Regions from separate parts of the Mus musculus genome. Here region 1 is linked to region 2. The links are chromatin contacts, called in public promoter capture Hi-C maps. All regions are on one chromosome and are shown on one strand. Each heading gives the region's core, a stretch centred on a gene start, on an enhancer-like site or on the middle of the called end of the contact. The rest is flanking DNA. Distances are from core to core; before and after follow the strand shown. Region 1 has its middle 19 kb from the start of 2410022M11Rik. Region 2 holds the start of Cenpj (centromere protein J).

Evidence for each region. Promoter capture Hi-C pulls out the DNA fragments that hold promoters and counts their contacts.
Region 1: a promoter capture Hi-C map of the C10 cell line shows a contact between it and region 2. The contact joins the enhancer-like site here to the promoter of Cenpj in region 2. A contact is called at or near these places in 4 of 39 promoter capture datasets (the C10 cell line, cranial neural crest, hematopoietic stem and progenitor cells and 1 more), 1 of 115 datasets of contacts at active chromatin or transcription factors (acute myeloid leukemia) and 2 of 9 other capture datasets (adipose tissue and liver).

The regions. Positions count from the first base shown.
Region 1 is chr14:56,828,236-56,834,282 of GRCm38.p6, forward strand. No RefSeq gene overlaps it. Among named protein-coding and RNA genes, the nearest start is that of 2410022M11Rik, 19 kb to the left of the region's middle. Within about 2 kb of position 4,071, at least 27 of the 459 cell types and tissues checked have an H3K27ac peak or open chromatin away from gene starts, as enhancers often do.
Region 2 is chr14:56,567,064-56,573,904 of GRCm38.p6, forward strand. It overlaps Cenpj (centromere protein J), which reads right to left and starts at 4,783. Exons shown (of 17, transcript NM_001014996.2): 1 at 4,675-4,783.

The sequences.
Region 1 (6,047 bases), core at 2,821-5,320, 260 kb after region 2:
AAGGTGGATTTTGAAGGTCTGAGTAACATATTATTGAGCAAGTCTCCTGGAATAACCCTATATCTGATTGTATAAAACTTCAGCTATCAACTCAGCTAGTTTGGGGCTAGATGATAACCCAGCAGGCCCCTCCATAACTGCCTAGAAGTGACTGAAATAGTCCAATTAGTCAGATCTGATCTGATGGATGTCCTGGTATGAAAAACAGAAGACATACTGTACAGTGATAGAAGCAGTTTTGCTCAAGATGGAATCAGGTATGCCAGGGCCACAGTTATTGCCTTGGACAGAACAATGTGCACTTTCCCACCTGCACATTACCTGTGTATAAGTTCCTGGAAATAATGACTCTGAGACTTATACATATGCATAAATTTTGAGGCTAGTAGCTTTGACTCTGTTCCATGATTAGGTTATATCTCAATTACTTGCTTTGTTTGTTTGTTTGTTTGTTTTTTATTCTGTGTTCTGTCATGTGGTATGGTACTTAGTCCTCAGTTTCATGAGACAGTCATTTTCTCTGTCTCAAGGCAAATTTTTTCCAATGCCTGTCTCTATCCCAGAAATCTAATCTCTCTCTACTGGATGTCCTGTCTTCAAATCCTGCCTCAGCTCATTGGCCAAAGACTTTTTTATTGACAGGTGAAACTTCCATACATTGTACAAAATATTACCTCTACAAATGTGAGCCCAGTCTCTCAGCTGAGGGACTTCAACGCCAAAGGGATCAGTTCCTGGTCTTAACCCAGGTACTTTGCTGGGGGATGGGAAAAGCCATCACTATTTATACAGACTGTATGTATTTGCCACAACCCATGTCTATCAGACCCTTTATAGGGAGAAGGAACTCCTTACTTCAGGTGGAAAGGAAAATTAAAAACAAACAATTTCTGGCCTTACTAGAGGCCATATGACTGCCAAAAGAGGTAGCCATTGTCCTCTAAAAAGGGCATTAAAAAGAAAAATCTCCAGAGGCCCAAGGGAACAAGGCATAGACCTGGCCATCCAGAATGAGGCCCTGGAACCAGAGGAGCCTCTTCAGATCTTGGTTACCTAAAGGTTGCTCTAGTGCCAACCTGCACATAGGAAGAAACCATAGGCAAACAGAAAAGATGCCAAATAACAGACAAATGGGCAGTGGTTCTTGCTGGGTGGGAGACTTGTACTCTCTGCCTCTACAGGGAGATAGATGGTAATCAAACTCTACCAGGCAGGCCAACCATCTGGGGACATTCAAAACTGCCAAGCTACTCAGGCCCAGATATTATATCCCTGTAGATAATCTTGTCAAAAACATTGTGCTGGACATATCACTTCTATAAAAGTAAACCCCAAAGGAGAAAGAAAAGACCCAGACAAAATCCATGCCTGAGGAACCACACCAGAGACTATTGGGAAGTGGACTTTACAAAAATCAATCCCACAGTTCTTGGCTCTATTTGTTAGTTTCATAAACGCCTTCTCTGAATAGGTAGAAGCCTATGATACCTGAAGAGAGATAGCCTCGTGGTCACCAAGAAACTCCTTCAAGTGTTGATTCCTAGACCCCTCTCTGCCTGGTGTCTGACAATGGCTCCATATTAATGCCAACATCTCCCCAAATCTAACAAAGATCCTAAATGTTAATTGGAAAATATGTTGTACCTATATACTGCAGAGTTTGAGACAGGTGGGAAATGTGGCATTGTGCAGGCAGACATGGTGGTGGAGGAGGAACTGAGAGTTCTACATCTTGATCTGAAGGCAGCCAAGAAGATGCTGATTCTTTTGCATTGGGAGGAGCTTGAACACTAGGAGTCCTTATAGCCTGCCTACACAGTAACATACTTCTTTCAGCAAGGACATACCTCCTAATAGTAGCACTTCTGATGGGCCAAGCACATTCAAACCACCACATTCCACACTCTGGCTCCCCTTTAATACTTGAACCACACAGTCTGTATTTTTTTTCTTACTAAGCTTGCTATGCTTGATTAAAATGCTCTTCATGAGAGTCAACCAGAGGACAAAGTCTATGTTGAGCTTTTGTGAGACTTCCTTTGTCAATGTAATTAATCTGATTTTCTTAACTTTAACCTCAGGTAGACTCCTCAGACAAGGGCAAAAAGTACTATTCTTCATCAAACATTATAAGAACAATTTCTTGTGTTCAAATCACCCTCAGCACCAATGTCTTTCTATATTCCTATTAAGAGGGTTGATAAAGTCCCACTTAAAGCATTCCATGGCTTTCCAAATCCAAAGTCCCCAAATCCACATTCCTCCAAACAAAAACTTGGTCATGCCTATCACAGCTGGTCATGCCTATCACAGAGGCTGGTTCCTGGTACCAGCTTCTGCCTTAGTTTGGATTTTATTACTGTGTAGAGACATCAAGATCAAGGCAACTCTTATAAAGGACAACAAACAGTTGAGACTGGCTTTCAATTTCAAAGTTTCAGTCCATTATCATCATAATAGGAAGCAGGGCTGCAGGAAGCAATGCTGAATGCAAGCAGACTTGGTGCTGGAGGAGGAACTGAGATTCTGCATCTTGGTTGGAAGGCAACCAGAAAGAGACTTGAACTCTTCTGTACTGGGCAGAGCTTAAGCACTAGGAGCCCTTAAGCCTACCTACACAGTGACACACTTCCTCTAGTAAGGCCACAACTCCTAATAGTAGAAATTCCCAAGGGCCAAATATATTCAGATCACCACACCCTCACTCTTCTCTAAGCTCAAAGATATTTATAAGGCAGAAATGACTAACCACACCTCCCACACCTTCCTTAAACCCTTACAGGCCTCAAAACAGGTCTAGAGGCCTATTTATCAGACAATTTGAGAGTCTGTGGCCTTACCCTTTTATGAACTTGCCCACAAGTCCTGGCCTGGTGGCTTTGTATGGATAAAGAAGATTCAGACTCAGAGGCGACATAAAAAGATCCATACCAAAAAAAAAAAAAAAAAAAAAAAAAAAAAAAAAAAAAAGGTCCATACCTGTGGTCCTCACCACCCTCACAGTGGTGAAGGTCACCAGTGTCATCTCATGAATCCACCAGACCCAGCGGAAGGAAACTACAGAAGACAACAACAGATGTGTCATGACCAGGTCCTCTAACTCCCTAAAGATAAGACTGATAGGGGTCCTATGATTATGATGGTTTTATTTTGTCGTCTTTGTCTCCCTGTAGAAAAGGCCCCAAACCCTTATAAACTATGACCCTGTCGGTCCAAGTTTAGCCTGCCTAAGGGCATGATCACTCAGAGGCAAAACTCAGGGAGTTTGATTGCCAGGGTGGGTTGACAGGCTGTAGGGAAGCACTGAGGTACCACTCCAGGGGTGAGAAAACACAGTCTGAGATGTAGGAAGGCTGGAGCTGGTTCTGGGGTCCCTGGGCCTGCGATGAAGCTGGAGCCATGGGGTTCTCAGACTCTTGGACATGGAGGCACTGCTGGGAATCTCAGAAGAGCCAATAATGAAGGTGGGGACCTGAGGGCTGGGGACAGTGTCTAGCCTGGAGCTGGGAAAGAGAAGCTCTGGCTTGTCCTATCAGTGATTGTCATTAGCTTGGCAGACAGGCTGGAAATTCAGAGAGGCCTCCTACAGGAGAATTAAGCTGTGGCTCTGTAGGCAAATGCCTTCTCTATGGCTCCCCATGATGGATCTCAATAAAAGAGACAGTCCATGGTTCTAAACAGTTTATTGGATGTTCATAGTGGAAAATGGGTGCATACTGTAGCATAACCACTTCTCAGGGTGGACCTGGGTTTAAATACCTTTGGAGGGGAGAAATGTCTGGGAAGGGAAGCTTACTGGCTAAGCCCTCTGGGCCTTTAGGTACCTCAATAGCTTGAAGAATTCTTTTTATTTATTTATTTATTTTTTAAAAATTTTTGGTTTTTCAAGACAGGGTTCCTCTGTATAGCCCTGGCTGTCCTGGAACTCACTTTGTAGACCAGGCTGGCCTCGAACTCAGAAATCTGCTTGCCTCTGCCTCCCGAGTGCTGGGATTAAAGGAGTGCACTACCATGCCCAGCTTAGTTTGGAGAATTCTGCTCTGGGCCTATGTGACCACAAGTCACATTTCCTTATGTGAGGAATGTGGCATGTGTTCCAGGCCAGGAATCTGGCAGACAGCAGGGAGTGGCCTAAGTCTTAAGTGTGTGCTTACTGAGTCTCCAGATCTCAACCTGCTCTACCTTACCAAGCTTCCTGGCATGGTTTTACTGTCCAACATGACCCTGGGTCTGAAATTTAAGAAGTGTGTGGATGGGTGGGTGGGGTGGGATGGGGTGTCAGGGAGCACATAGCCGGTCTATCCACTTCACCTCAACACACATTCCAGGTAGACTTCTGACAACTATTACTTCCAGAGGCTACTAACAGATGCTTTGTTTTCTCCAGGGGAGAAACTCCCTGCTGGATCTGCAGGTCCACAGGTGAAGAGAAAGGGCTCTAATCTTATCTAGTACCATGGTTGCATAGCTGACAACTCCCCAAGCTGCCAGGAGCCAGCAGAATACCACTGTGCTAAGTAGGGTTGTGAAACTGCGTTTCCCTGGGCACATTCATTCCTAGGATCCATTCATAGTCCAAGAAATAGGACCAACACAACTGACTTACAGCCACAGGCAATGTAATCTCATACCCACAAAGGTTAGGGCCTGGCAGAAAGCCAAAGGTCTTTATTGAAAAACCAGTAAAACCTGGGGAGTCAGCTTATATATCAGTGGTCCAGACCCAGACAACAAATTTACTCTCAAAAAAGTCTGGCACTTAGAGTCATCCAGCCCATCAGCCCCAACCTGCCTACTGTGAAACCTCTGGGAAATGAGCCCCTAAGGTGATAAGCCTAGTTTGTCCAGGAATGCCTTCAGTAACTCAGGGCATAAAAGTGAAGTAGCAGTGGAACCCTGAAGTGGAAACTTCTAGTTTCTTTGGGAAGTTGTGTAAAATGATGTTTTTCTGGGGCACACAGGTGAAAAGATGTCTTGCTAAAGCAGACATGTGAAAGAATGTTTTCCTGGAGCAGACATAGGTGAAAGGACGTTTTGATACAGCACAGACGTGAAAGGAACCATGATGATATGATCCCATAGACAGTGGCAGAGGAGCACTGAGCATTGGTTTGGTTTGCTCTACCTCACTATTCTTCCCTAATGACTGGGGGGAAGTGGGTGTGGCCGCAGGCCCCGTGAAGTGAAACCCACTTGTTTACTGCCTTGCCTGAGCATGCGCAGTGAGGCTGCATGCATGGGCTGCCTGCCAGGCGGACAGTTCCTTGTGATCCAGACCTGTCAGCCTATCTGTGAACGACCTAAGCTCCTGCCTGGAGCGTTTGTGAATTCTGATTGGATGAGGTGGGGTGGAGCTAGAAGGAGGTGAGTCGGCGAGAGTAGTGAGTTTTGTTTAGCCCTTGCCCTAGGTAGAAGCCAGAAGTAGAATAGGAGTAGTTTAGCCCTTGCCCTAAAAGAAGCTGCTGGGGAAGAGAGCTGTAAAAGAAAAAGCCCAAAGTAAAGTTGCTGTGTGAACCCGACTTGGTGTCTGTGTTGGTCATGTCTCGGCCGGCTGGGAGGACCAACGACAAATGACACCCATGAATTTGTTCCCCTTACATAGTGTTTTTGAGCTCAACTTGTTATATCAACACCATTGAAAAAACTCACCAAAGAACTGGTGGTGAATGTTCCTGTGGCTCTTCAAACCTCAGGCTGGTTGACAACCCTTGTGGTTTCTTCTGGATTGAACTACAGCTGCTGGTTCATGCCTGGTGTCTGAGAAGAGGACTGGACTTATAGCTGCTGGTTCATGCCTGGTGTCTGCCTGCCTAGAGGACTGGTCTGCAGCTGCTGAATCGTATTTGGTGTTTGCTACAGGACTGAACTGCTGCCAAAGAAGATTGAGCTCGCCCCCAAAGAACTATTGTTGGACAGATCCACTTTCCCTCATATCCTAATAACTTTTCTCTTCCACTACCTTTGCTGGCTAGGGGAGAGCTTGAACCCTTATTAAAAACAGGTTGCAAAAAAAATCTATGCCTACCGAAGACAGTTCCTCAGAATGC
Region 2 (6,841 bases), core at 3,533-6,032:
TGGCCGCAGTCTATGGCTCCTGATGGGGTGTGGGGAAGGACTCACTGATAGGGGGTGGGGAAGAACTCAGTGGCCACAGTCCATGGCTCCTGATGGGGGGTGGGGAAGGACTCACTGATGGGGTGGGGAAGGACTCAGTGGCCACAGTCTATGGCTCCTGATGGGGGGTGGGGAAGGACTCATTGATAGGGGGTGGGGAAGGACTCAGTGGCCGCAGTCTATGGCTCCTGATGGGGGGTGGGGAAGGACTCACTGATAGGGGGTGGGGAAGGACTCAGTGGCCACAGTCTATGGCTCCTGATGGGGGTGGGGAAGGACTCAGTGACTGGCCACAGAAGTCTGACCATGACCCTGGGACACTGGAGTTGGTTTACTTTTCTTTTTGGTGGGGAGGAGGTAGCACAAGGGTGGGAAAGTGGGCCTGGGAACAATGGGAAGCAAAGGTGACCGGGGTGCACTGTATGACATCCCCACATGATTAACTAAAATAATTATGTGTGGGAGGGGAGAGAAATAAGGTGAAGTTTGGGAGAGGGGAGGGGGAGCACTCAAGCTTCGAATCTCATAAGGCCTCTGTGAGCCACTGCTTCCGTTACGTCTTCCTCCCACTTCCTCCCACTTCCTCCCACTTCCTCCCACTTCCTGAGCTCTCTAGGCTCCTCTCCTGTAGTTCGTTCTTAAACTGTTCTGGCTGAGATACTGTGAGAACAGAGTTGCCATTCACCGAAATGAGAAAACTGGGGACAACACACGTTTGGGGAGTAAGGATTAACTACAGGGCCTCACCTCAAGTGTTAAATAAACACTCTTCCCACAGAACTGCATCCAGAGGATCTAGATCCACAGGGAAGGATGCTCACGATGCCTTTAAATGCAACTGCAGACTTCATTTTTATCAAATCTATGCTCACTAACTGTCCTCAGGAAATCCAAGGAATATACAAAGGAAGGAGGAGACACAGGAGGCTGGTAGGAGACCGCAGATGCGTTGGCTTTGTAGATGCTTAGGAGGTGGAGAGAGCTGGGTATTAGAGTATAAGGCAAATGAGAGAGTAAGAGGGTAGAGTGGAAGAGGTGAACAGCAGCCTGGGAGCCTAGGGCTTCTTGTGGACATAGGTTTAATCACTCACACACACACACACACACACACACACACACACACACACCACACACCACAAACACCACACACATCTCACACACACACACACACACCACACACCACACATACATACACACACATACACAACACACACAGAAAAACACAAAGGTAAATAAACATGTATCTAGCTTTCCAAGTGGCATATAAGAATATACAAAAGACATAAACAGAAAAATAGATAAAAAAGGAAACAGATACACCAAAATATGTTCACTCTCATGCCACTGAAAAAAGAATAACAATATACCTTTTTTTTTGTCCCTATCCACTGGGTTGGCAAAGACTAAAGACTGCTAATATTTAATATGAAAAAAAGCAGAAATTATTTTATTAAGCTGTCCTTAGAAATATAACATATTTTGCAGAGTAAGGCAGTTAACTATCCAAACCATAAAATGCACAAAAGCCTTGATCTAGCGATTTTGCCTCTAGGCATTGTGTACCTCTGTTATATAGGGACAAGCTCACACTTGCAATGAAGGGAAAGAAGCCAGGTGCTGTGACCCACACCTGTTATGCCAGCCCTGAAGAGACCAAGGCAAAGGGAGTTCCAGGCCAGCCTGAGATACAGTGTAAGCCCCCACCTCAAGATGTGGCTTTCTGATGTTTACCATATGTGAGGCCCTGGATTCAGTACCTAAATTAAAATAAATAAGCAAGCCAAGTACAGTAGCCCACACCTATAGCTCCAGCACTTCAGAAACTGAGACAAGCAGACTACCATGAGGTCCAGACCAACCTGGATTACACTGCTAATTCCAGGCTAGCTGCACTACAGAGTGAGACCATCTCAAAAAAGAAACCCATAAGGAGCTGGAAAGATGGCTCAGTGCTTAAGAGTTCTACCTACTCTTCCATAAAACCCAAGTTGTGTTCTTGGCACCCACGTGAAACAGTTCACAACCACCTGTAACTCCAGGGAACATGATGCCCACCTCTGACCTCTGCCAGCACCTGCACCCGTGTGGCATACATTCATTACATTTACACAATTAAAACCTTAAGGAAGTGATGCAAGACATACCATGAACCACAAAGTACAGAGCAAGAGCAAATGTAGTATAGGAAATGTAGACGGGCTGGAGAGATGGCTCAGTGGTTAAGAGCATTTACTGCTCTTACAGAGGATCTGAGTTAAGTCTCAGAACCAACACAGTGCCTCAAAGCCATCCAGAACTCCAGCTGCTGGGGATTCAACACCTTCCCCTGCTCACGGAGGGCACTGGGCACACAAATGGTGCACAAGCATAAAGTAAACTAGCGAAGCGGAGAAAAATGGAATTATAAAGTTGAGAATGGCAGATACCCAGTGTGGGGGTTAGTTCTTGTCACTGAAGATAATGGGACCTCACCTGAGGAATTGCCTCCATCAGACTGGCCATCAAGTTGCTTTCCTTAGGCATGCTGTTGGGGGCATTTTTTTTGATTAATGACTAGTGTGGGAGGGCCCAGCCACTGTGGGCGATGCCTCTCATAAGCAGGTGGGTTGGGTCATATAAGAAAGCAAACCATGAAGCAAGCTAGCAAGCATTACTCTGCCATGGTTTCTGCATCAGTTCCTGCCTCAAGCTCCTGCCCTGGCTTCTCTGGATGATAGGCCACAACATGTAAGCTGAAATAAACTCCAAGTTGTTTTCAGTTAGTTGTTTTCTACCATAACAAGGAGAGCCAAACTAGAGCACCTAGAAAGATAGGGGCTGGTTCTTACTGAGAAAGGGCTCCAGCCTGCAGGGAGTATATACACTGCATCATACACTTAAGAGTAGCACGCGCAGGGCGTGGTGGCACACATCTTTAATCCCAGGACTTGGGAGGCAGAGGCAGGTGGATTTCTGAGTTCGAAGCCAGCCTGGTCTACAAAGTGAGTTCTAGGACAGCCAGGGCTACACAGAGAAACCCTGTCTCGAAAAACAAAAACAAAAAAACAAAAAAGAGTAGCACGCATTAACTAGCTATCCAGTAACTGTTAATTCCTGAATAGTAATTTCCTTGTAATCTGTTGTAAGAAAGATAATCCTAATTGTTTTTACATTAGGAACCTACCTGTAAAGGCAAGGAAGGGAGTTTTCAGTTAACCTTGGTTAAATTTCAACATCCTTAGTAAAAAAAAAAAAAAAAATGTTTAAATCAAACATGGGGTCTCACAAGCATAATGCCAGCACTGAGGAAGGAAGCTGGTCATCACAGGGGTGAGGCCGGTCTGGATACATAGCAAGTCCCAAAGACAGTGTGAGTGTAAAGTGAGAGACTGTCTTTAAAACAAAACAAAAGCAAGAAAACCCAGAGCTGGAGAGATGGCTCACAGTGGGTAAAGTGCAAACTGTACACGCCTGGCGATCAGAGCTGGTCCCGGAACCCACATAAAGGTGAAAGGAGACACTGACTCTACAAAGTTGTCCCCTGCCCTCCACACATGCAGAACATGCATGAAATCCAACACATATCATGTACACAACAATATTTGTAAAAGGTAATCTTAAAACTAAATAAATCTTAATTTAGACAGTAAACAAGCTGCAAAGAAAGTCACTCTGTAATGTGAAAATCGTCAACAATTCCCTGTTAGACTGAGCAAAGTGTAATAATGGTTTAGGGCAGCATCTTAACATCGTCTTCACACACACACACACACACACACACACACACACACACACACACCTTTTTTTAAAAAGCACTAAAACTTCCATACCTTTGCTACAAGTCCATTACTGTGGTCCTAAAACTATACGTACTGCCAGTTTTAAGTATTGAAATACTGATTCACAGTTGGGTATTGATGATACACACCTATAATACAGTGTTTGAGGTGGAAGGCTAGCTTGGGCTACATAACAAGCCCTTGTCTAAAGAACGCCAAAAATTTTCCCCTAAATTTGTTTTTTATTACTTATACGAAGGCCTAGGTAAACTACAAATAATAGACTGTCTAGGACAGTATGTTATGTAAACTCAGATATTAAAATCTGAGGTACAACACCACCTGCTTATGAAGTTGTAGTCATTACCGTAAGTTAATTGTACGTAAAGCTGCCTTTAAAAAAAAATCGACTAATTGAAAGCTTTGACATCTTTCTGTTCAAAACATAAATTATCTGCACTGGAGAAGGAGGAAGTTACGAGGAGACAATTCAGACCTTGATTGAGGAAGATACGAGGAGACAATTCAGACCCTGAAAACTTTCAGCTGACAGGTCCGCCTCCCCTGAAACACAACTCTTCTTGAAAGCAACAAAGCTTTTGGAGAAGCCGAGATAAGGCCTCCTGAAAGACTGCAAGCGGCGCCACTGCACCCGGCCCGGCGAGCGTGTCGCCCGGAACAGAAACACGCACCCCGGCCGACCCCCTTGAGGACCGATCCCCCGGGTGCTCGGAAGAACAAAGCGGGCTTAAGCCCCGGAACCACCGCCGCCCGCGGGCGCCAAGCCCTCCGCGCCATGCCAGCCCCAAAGCCCAAGCTGGCCTCTCAGGAACCGGGCGGCGGACGGGCTTCTCCGCTCCTTCCGCCCATCAGTTACCGTTCTTCGAAGAAACAGCTGTTCAGACCGCTCCGACCAGCGATAGTCACCACTTAGCTGGCCCGGCATTTACGAATGAGCCGCCACAACCATCGCTGCAGCCAGAGCCCCGCCTCCTGGACCGGCCCCGCCCAACTCTGGTCCAGTGACTCCTGGGAAATGTAGTTCCTACAGTCCGTGTGAGCTTGCGCGCAGGCGCCTCGGACACATGCAAACTACAACTCCCAGCAACACCGCCATAAACGTTGCTAGGGGATGCTCTATGCGCGCTCTTTTGCGGCGGGCACTGGTCAACAGCTGTTGTTCTGAAGTCAACCGATTGAGATCTGACCCCTGCGGTAACAGAGAGCGTACTCCATTGTGCCAGGAACACAGAGATTCAAACCGAATCTAAAAGACGACAGGTTTGGGAGAGTTTCGTCGTCTTCGCTTTTCTCTTTGAATGGGTTTGATTTAATAAAGACCTGTTTAAAACAAAAAAGTGACATTGGTAGGACGAATAAGTGAAGATAACCGTGGAAAAATTTACTCCGGAAATAATCATCTATTATGTGGCTAGTCGATGGCTGCACAAAGTGTGTGCATTCAGTGTTTAAATTATATGGAATATTGAAAGTGCAGATATTAAAATTATATATGGAATGTTGAGCGCAGATTTCACTGTTTATTTGTTTTGCCACCAGAGGGGTTCCAAAATACAGACATGACCCTTTAATCTAGGATGCTACAACACTTCAAGCTACCACAGTTTTTAGACTAGGTTTGAACAATATTGTAAACTAACATCTGTTTTTTAAATATATAATTTTACTATTTTATTTTTACTTTATGTGCAAGCATATTTTGCCTTCATGTTAGTATGTGCCCTGACGTGTGTCTGGTGCCTGTAGAGGTCATAGGGGCCATCTGATCCCATGATCCCATGGAACTAGAGCTACAGATGTTTGTGAGCTACCATGTAGGAGCTGGAAACTGAACCCAATCTTGGGAGAGAGAACAGCAAATGCCCATAACCACTAGGCCATCCCATTTTCTCTTCTCCGGTTGATCAAATGCTTGCCTAGTATGTTCTATCCTCAGCACTGTATAATCCAAAATTGGTGACCAGTCTCTCAGGTGGGGAAGGTGAATCAGAAATTCAAGGTCACCCTCCAATATAGAGTAAGTTAGAGGCCAGTATGTTAACATGAGATTCTATATAAAAAGGTCATCAAGAAGAATTGCCCTTTATACTAATTAGTTCAAATAAATCAATATTATTAAAGATAATTAAAATTTTGTACAGACACCTCAAACATGGAGACGGGAAAAGTTTTTGTTTTGCTTTGTTTTGTTAGGTTACATCATAGATGAAAAAGCCAAAGTTCAAAACTACCAAGATCACACACCTAAAATGTTGACAAGAGAATGGAGCTCAGTGGGTAGCAAAGACCTTGCCTGCTGTACCAGAGGCTGAGTTCCATCCACTGCCCTAAGCTGATTAGTCAGTAAATTAATAACTTAAGATGCTGAATGAGGGTTCAAATGGTCTTCTTTTGGCCTGAAACCATGCCCAAAAATCATTTTCTTAAAATGTGTGTCTTTGACAATAATCACAATATTCTCTACTATTTCTGCCTACATTTTATTTGGTATAGTATGTTATGCCACATTGCTTGTTGTCTGAATAAACAAATTTTATCACACTCATCCTTTCTCTCTCTCTCTCTCTCTCTCTCTCTCTCTCTCTCTCCCTTTCTCTCTCTCTCTCTCCTAGTTTTCTTGCCTTCACTTCCCAAAGTATGTGCCACAAAGCATGTCTCCACATTCAAGTTTAAAGTAGCTATTAAGATTTTAATAAAGGGCTGGAGAGATGGCTCAGCGGTTAAGAGCACTGACTGCCCTTCTGAAGGTCCTGAGTTCAAATACCAGCAACAACCATCTGTAATGAGATCTGATGCCCTCTTCTGGGGTGTCTGAAGACAGCTACAGTGTACTTACATATAATAATAAATAAATCTTTAAAAAAGATTTAATATGGAAGTTATCACCTGGAACCTACATACCTATATTTTAAAAGTAGAGTATAATGATCCAATCACTTGGGCAGAGGAAGAGCCTTGAACTAGCTACTTAGAGCTGAAGAGCAGCCTGGACTATATAGAAAGGCCCTGTCTCAAAAAGGCAG